2 separate regions of the Sus scrofa genome follow, and region 1 is linked to region 2. Evidence: chromatin contacts called from public Hi-C data. All regions are on one chromosome and are shown on one strand. Each heading gives the region's core, a stretch centred on a gene start, on an enhancer-like site or on the middle of the called end of the contact. The rest is flanking DNA. Distances are from core to core; before and after follow the strand shown. Region 1 holds the start of ZEB1 (zinc finger E-box-binding homeobox 1). Region 2 overlaps ZNF438 (zinc finger protein 438).

Region 1 (3,255 bases), core at 699-3,198, 160 kb after region 2:
CTGATACAGGTGGAAATCCAAGAACATTACATAGCTCTTAAGAAGGGAGGGAAAAATCACCACTTGAACCAAGCAAAGCAATAGCATCAGGGTTCTCACATGTGCAAGTTCGATTAATATGGTATTGAGGAAAGCCAGGACTGCCGGTATGTAAAATGATAATTAGAGTGATGATTCTAGGAGTTCCTGCTGTAGCACAGCAGGCTACGGATCAGGCATGGCCACAGCTGCGGCTCAGATTTGATCCCTGGCCCAGGAACTTCCATATGCTGCAGGTGAGGCCAAAAAAGAAAAAAAAAAAAAAAGATGATTCTGGTTTTGGCATTGGAGAATAGATATACAGACATAACGTATAGCAAAGAATATTTACAGTCACATCTCATGCAGCAATAATTAATGCATTCACGTCTCAAAATGCCAAAGCAAACGTGAGAGAAAATGTTCATCTATATTCAGGATTAAACTTTCTAATTTTAAATCACCAGACTTCAGCTATAAATTTATTTCAGTTGAAAGGTTGGAAAAGATTATTAATGAATCTTCTAAAATTGTGAAGAATGTTTAAAAGATTAACATCGTATAAAAAAAGTCCCACCATAGGTATGGCAAAAATTACAGGCATACATTTATTGAGCACCTACTATGTGACAGCACTATGCTGGGTGATGTACTGTTATTTCTAATACTCTGTATGCTACGTTTCACTTTCCACAATTTCCCTACCAACTTCTACAGTACAATTTGAAATACAGCTCAAGTCATTCATTCCAGAGACGGTCTCAAAGACATTTCCTCATTTGAAGGTGGGGAGGAGTGGAAAGCCAAGTCCTGCTCGATACTGAAAACTTGATTTTCTCGGTACTTGATGGTGTTATCTACGTTTCAGAAATCCCTTAAACTTGCCCCAAGTCAGAGACCTGACTTGATAAGACCGCAATCAATCCATCGGTCTCCAAGACAACGTCTCCCAGTCTGTTTCTTGCTGCAAGGTCTTCTACAGCGACAGTTGCCTATCCAGGTAGTAAGTCGTGGCCTGTTTATACCTTAACTCTACGTTTAGACGCCTCCGATCCGGCCCTTCTACTCATGGAGGTGGGGGCGGAGAGAGGAGGACTGGGGCCGGCTGGCGGCAGGGTGGGGGAAGCCGAGGTGACAGCAGGTGAGCGCGCCCAGCGAGGAGGAGGAAGTGAGACAGGCCGGCGTGGGGATTACTCATTCCGCTTTACCGCCGAGGTGACTCGCAAGCGGAACTTCTCGCCCCTCTTTCGGTCCAGCTGAACTTCTATTTAATTGAAGTCACTTCCCATCCCAGTTAGCGCAGGGAAAAACCGTGCATCGGAGGAGGAGGGGGGGACCAGAAGTCCGGGGCTCAGGTAGCCTCTCCCGGGGGGTAGCCTCTCGCTGCTCCGCGAACCTGCCTCCTTCTGATTCCGGAGAATCCCTGGGCGGCCCCGGGGTACGTGAGCCCCACCGGAGGAAGAGGGAGGACAGGTCACTGCGGCCATTCCGAAGGGCAGTCCCCAGGGCGCAGGATCCCGAGAATCAGCCAGAACCAAACATGCCCCTGGCGGCCGCGGCGGGTGTGGCCAGTCCAGAGCCTCCTCCTTTACCTTTCTCCCTCCGACGGCCAGTCGCCCTTCGTACCACGTCCGTATCGCTTCCCAGCGCCCCCGCCCCCCGCCCGCGACACCTGGGGGAACTTTTCTCTTGCCACTCGGTTCAAACTCAGCTGCTCCTCCAGCTGCCGCAAACCGTCCACTCCCTAGCAACAAGGTTCCGGCCGTAGAGCGAGCGGCTCTAGGTGTAAGGAAGGTGATGTCGTAAAGCCGCGAGTGTCGTAAACCAGGTGCGGTGGGGAGGGGGGAGGGGTGGAGGCGGAGGGGTTGGGGGGGAAGGGGGAGGGAGGGGGAGGTGGTGACTCGAGCATTTAGACACAAGCGAGAGGATCATGGCGGATGGCCCCAGGTGTAAGCGCAGAAAGCAGGCGAACCCGCGGCGCAATAACGGTGAGTGGCGGAGGGGACCGGGGAGCAGCGGAGTCAGGGGGAGCCGGGCGGCCGGGGCGCCCCCGGGGGCGAGGGGGGCGAGCCGGGCTGGGGGTGGCCGGGCAGGGACGGGCCAAGTGGAGTGGGAAAGTAGAAAGTAGTGCTCTCTGCCCCCCTCCGCGGCCGCCGCCGCCGGAGCCGCGCCGCGGCCGCTCGCTCTCCCTGAACCGTTATGTCTCTTACCTGGTCTCTCCGCCTAGCGGCTCCTGCCGCCCCTGCCGCCTCCCTGGACCGTTAGCCGCCGCCGCTGCCGCATCTCCGGCGCAGGGCGGGCGGCCGGGACGCGGCCGCCACTTTTCTGGGCTCGGGGGGAGCGGCTGTTGCTTCTTTTCACACTTTTCCCCACTCCTGTGCCCCTCGGCGCCGCCGGCGTTGCGTCCCCGCGGCGCCGAGGCCCCGGGAACCAAGGAACTAACTTGTGCCGGCGCTGCCCGGGCGGAGTGGCTTCCGCGGCCCCGGCTGGCGCGGTCGCTCGGGCCCCACGGCTCGGCCGGGCGGGCAGGCGGGCGGCGGCGGGACGCGGCGGCCGCGGGCTGCGTGTCGCCCGTGCGCGCGTGTGCGCGGGCGGCGCGGAGCGCGCAGCGGGCGGACCCGGCAGGGCCGGCGGCGGTAAAGTTGGGACGGGCCGGCGAGGCGCGCTCGGCGCGGGACAGGGTTTCGCGGCGCGGAGTCGCGGGTCCCTAAGCGCCCCTCCTCCCGGGGCGCCCCCCGCCGCCGCCGCGCCCCAAGTGGGTCCGCGTACCGCTGGGCGCCGGCGGGGGCGCGGGCGGGCCCCGAGCAGCGGCCGTGGGAGCCGCGGGGGGCAGCGGGTTGGCAGAGTTGTTACCTGGTCCCAGGGACCGGGAAGCACCACAGACAGATCCCCTCCCGGGAGGACGCCACCTCCGTGCCGGGACGGGGTGCAGTGCGTGTGTCTCCGGGGTTCTCTTTCGGTTTGGGGGAAGTTGTTACCTGGCCCGGACGCGCGGAGCGCTGAAGCCGGATAATGGAGCTCAGAGGGCTCTGGGTCTCGGGTGGAAGGAGGGTGGGGGAGGGGGCGGACGGACTGACGGACGCGGGGCGCTGCTGCCCGCGCTGCAGCCGCAGTGTTTATTGATTAGTGCTGATGTGCCCGGACGCACTCCCCTCTGCCTGGCGTGAGAGTTTAAATAATATTATTATTATTAATAATAGCGAAAGAGAGCGAGACCCGAACATGTGGCGGTGGTGG
Region 2 (3,136 bases), core at 569-3,068:
CATTCTGAATCAAGGCCACTCTGTTCCAGGTGGTTCCCCCCGGTGGGGGGGAAGGGGGATACCTGGAGTGGAGTGGTCGCAGCCTGACCTCACATCCAAAACAGAAACTGTAGGAACCAGTTTCGCATTAACTTAAGGAAAGTCTGATTACTCATCAGGCCACCAGATATTTAGGGAACCCCACGGGACAGGCACTGGGCTGAGTGTGGAGACTGTCCATGAACAGAAAGGTGGTTTCTGCCTCTGGAAGTTCAGAGTGGAATAGGGACGATGAATGTTGCCCAATTGGACCTGTCATGAGTATTGAAGAAAAAAAAAAAACTGCCAGGTGCTACAGGAACACTGAATAGAAAGACCTTATGTGGGAGCTCCCGTCATGGCACAGAGGAAATGAATCTGACTAGGAACCACGAGGTTGTGGGTTCGATCCATGCCTCACTCAGTGGGTTAAGGATCTGGCGTTGGTGTGACTGTGGCATAGACTGGTGCCTACAGCTCCTATTCTACCCCTACCCTGGGAACCTCCATATGCCACAGGTGCGGCCCTAAAAAGGACAAAAGACAAAATAAATAAATAAATAAAATAGGAAGACCTTATCTTATCACCGTAGAAGTGATACTTCATGTGAGGCCTAAAGAATAAATAGGAGAGGAGTTCCCACTGGGGCACAACAGGATCTGCAGCATCTCTGGAGCTGGGACTCAGGTCTCAGCACTGGCCCACACAGTGGGATAAAGCATCTGTCACCGCCACACTTGTGATATAGGTTGCAACTGTGGCTCGGATCTATCTGATCCCTGGCCTGGGAACTCCGTATGCCGTGGGGTGCCCCCCCCCCCAAAAAAAAGAATGAACAGGAGGTAAACCCATTTGGGGGGAATCCAAACAGAGGCACCCTCATCAGCAGGGACCTTCTCCTGGTGAGCTTCTGCCCCTGCTTCCTCTACTTAGATGCCTTCCCCCTGTACAGGTAGCTTTGAGGACCCCCCACCCTCAATTCCTGTCAACAGCTCTTATCACCCAGAGTCCTGGTTAGCTGTTTACGTCTACACAGCATCCCTGGCAAATTGGCCCCCCCTTGAGTCCTGTTTCTTTATCCTCCCAGTCTGTCTAACCCACTGCTATCTGGTTCACAGGCCATGAAATGTCTATGAAGGGAAGAAGGGCAGGAAAGAAGGAAAGAGAAGGCAAAGCACTGAACCAACACCTCGCTGCATCCACAAGTTCCTTCTCCAGATGTCATGGATTTTGTCAAATAAAAAGGACAGCAGTTACACTCAAGGGTCTCAGGAATAACCAGCCCCCATCCCCTTCACACATTAATTTAGCGTCCAAACATTGGTGTGAGGCTGGGGAGGCAAATGATGAATAAGATGCAATGTGTGTGTTCAGGGAGCTGAAGACCTAGTGGTGAAAACTCAACGGAAATGCAGGTCTTTCTTTCATCCTTCTGGATGAAAACAGAAAAGGCTGGAGGTCTACGGTGCAGGGACGATGCCGGCCTTGTCTGCTGGCTTTAAAACAGCAGAAAGGTAAAGCTGGATTCCTCGCTCTTCTCGCAACAAATTTTCCCGCGCATTCACTGGTTCTGCGCAGCAAAGGTTCAAGAGCCTCCAAACCGCCTGTCCCGAGAAGGGGGGGGCCACGGGTTGCCAGCTTCCTCCTTGCAGGGCCGGGTCCGGTCCAATCCCCCCGCAGACCCTGGATGCACCCGCGCGCCCCCTCGGCCCTGGCTTCTCCGCACTACACGACGTCACTTGGGTCACGTGGGCGACCCCCCCCCCAGCCCCTGCCACGCCGGACTCAGCTGCTCGGCCCCAGATCTGGGGAACTGGTGGGGGGCGGACGGGCGGCGCGTCTGCTTGGCCCCTGCCGGCCCCCTCCCAGAGCCGGCGGGGAGCTGGGGGCTCTGGTGAAATCGGAACCCGGGCTCTAAATGAAGGGGAGCAGATGTCCCTGTGTTGCTGGGAGGCCTGGGTGGCCTGCTGTTCAGGCGGCGATCGCGGGGGCGCTGACCTTCCGGGGCCGCTGTCAGTCTCGGTGCAGATGGCCCGCCCGCCGCCCTGCCCGCTCCTCCGCGTGGGGACCGCGGCAGCCGGCGGGTCTGCGGCCGGAGGGAGCCGTCTGCGTGGGGGGGCGGAGAGGGGGCCCGAGGGGATCGGGCCGGCGGGGAGGGCCGGCCCCGCGCACAAAGGAGCCCCGGCGGCGGCCCCTCGGAGGACAATGCAGCCCCGGGGCGCGGGGGGCTGCGCCTGGCCGGCCGCCGCGCTCCAGCTGCCTCTTCACAACGAGGCTTGCAAACGTGCCCACTTGATTCTAAATCCTCTTAGGCGCTCTCCGTGTGAACCGGGAAGGGGGTGGCCCTCCGATCCTTTGCAATCCCAGGCCTGGAGCCCAGGCGCTCAGCCAGCGTGTGCACCACGCATGCAAATAGAGTCAGCGTCTAGAAGAAATAGGCAGTCTTTCTGCGTCGTCACCAGCCTCGTGCAAACACCCTGATCTGGCCTTTTGGTGCCACGCGGGGTCCTTAAAAATTTTCAGGGTGTTTTCCCTGGAAGAGACTTCCTGTTAAGTGTTCAGAAAAGCCAGCTGAGCTGTGCTGTCATTAGTCACCCAGGTATTTACACTGTTTTTCCCATTTCCTTTCTCTCTTGGCCTCTGTGGTCAGTGGTATAAAATTCCTAGGAACTCCCACCTAAACACCAGCTTCCTGTTTATTCACCCGGTGGCTTTAATGTTTAGCTGTTGAAAGCAGTTGACCAAGGCTCTAGAAAAGGACCAGCGGAGGTTTGCAGGTGAATAGAAAAAAGGAAAAAAAAAAAAAAAAAAAAAAACCCAACCCCAAATCCAAATGGGTAGGTCAAAGGTCTGGGTTCATTTTTAATCACTTATGTCAGAATCACAGGGGGAAAAGGTAAAAGTGAAGTGTAATTTGATGCCTGAGATCGTGGTTGAGTTTCATTTGGCCCCTGTGTCCACAGGAACCTGTAAAATATGATCCACTAAACTATGAAAGTTTTCCTTTGCAGCAGTTAAAGGCCCTTCGCACCCCCGCCCCAAGTGGCATGACATTCTTTTGTTGTAGAAGGTTCAAGTTCGCAGGAAAGTGCCATTTGGTGTGCTCCAGTGTGCTTT

Evidence for each region. Hi-C and Micro-C count contacts between places; a contact is called where the count stands out from the background.
Region 1: a contact with region 2 is called in a Hi-C map of brain, with 4 times the contacts expected there. The contact joins the promoter of ZEB1 here to the enhancer-like site in region 2. A contact is called at or near these places in 1 of 5 promoter capture datasets (fetal skeletal muscle), 6 of 47 Hi-C or Micro-C datasets (brain, embryonic fibroblasts, fetal skeletal muscle and 2 more) and 1 of 2 datasets of contacts at active chromatin or transcription factors (skeletal muscle).

What each region holds. Positions count from the first base shown.
Region 1 is chr10:42,011,166-42,014,420 of Sscrofa11.1, forward strand. It overlaps ZEB1 (zinc finger E-box-binding homeobox 1), which reads left to right and starts at 1,949. Exons shown (of 11, transcript XM_021064196.1): 1 at 1,949-2,006. The coding sequence starts at 1,949. It overlaps ZNF438 (zinc finger protein 438), which reads right to left and starts at 3,226. Exons shown (of 19, transcript XM_021064197.1): 1 at 2,997-3,226.
Region 2 is chr10:41,852,358-41,855,493 of Sscrofa11.1, forward strand. All of the region lies in intron 3 of ZNF438 (zinc finger protein 438), which reads right to left. Among named protein-coding and RNA genes, the nearest start is that of ZEB1, 160 kb to the right of the region's middle. Within about 2 kb of position 1,819, at least 52 of the 83 cell types and tissues checked have an H3K27ac peak or open chromatin away from gene starts, as enhancers often do. A contact at or near this core is called in brain, fetal skeletal muscle and skeletal muscle, where this site is marked.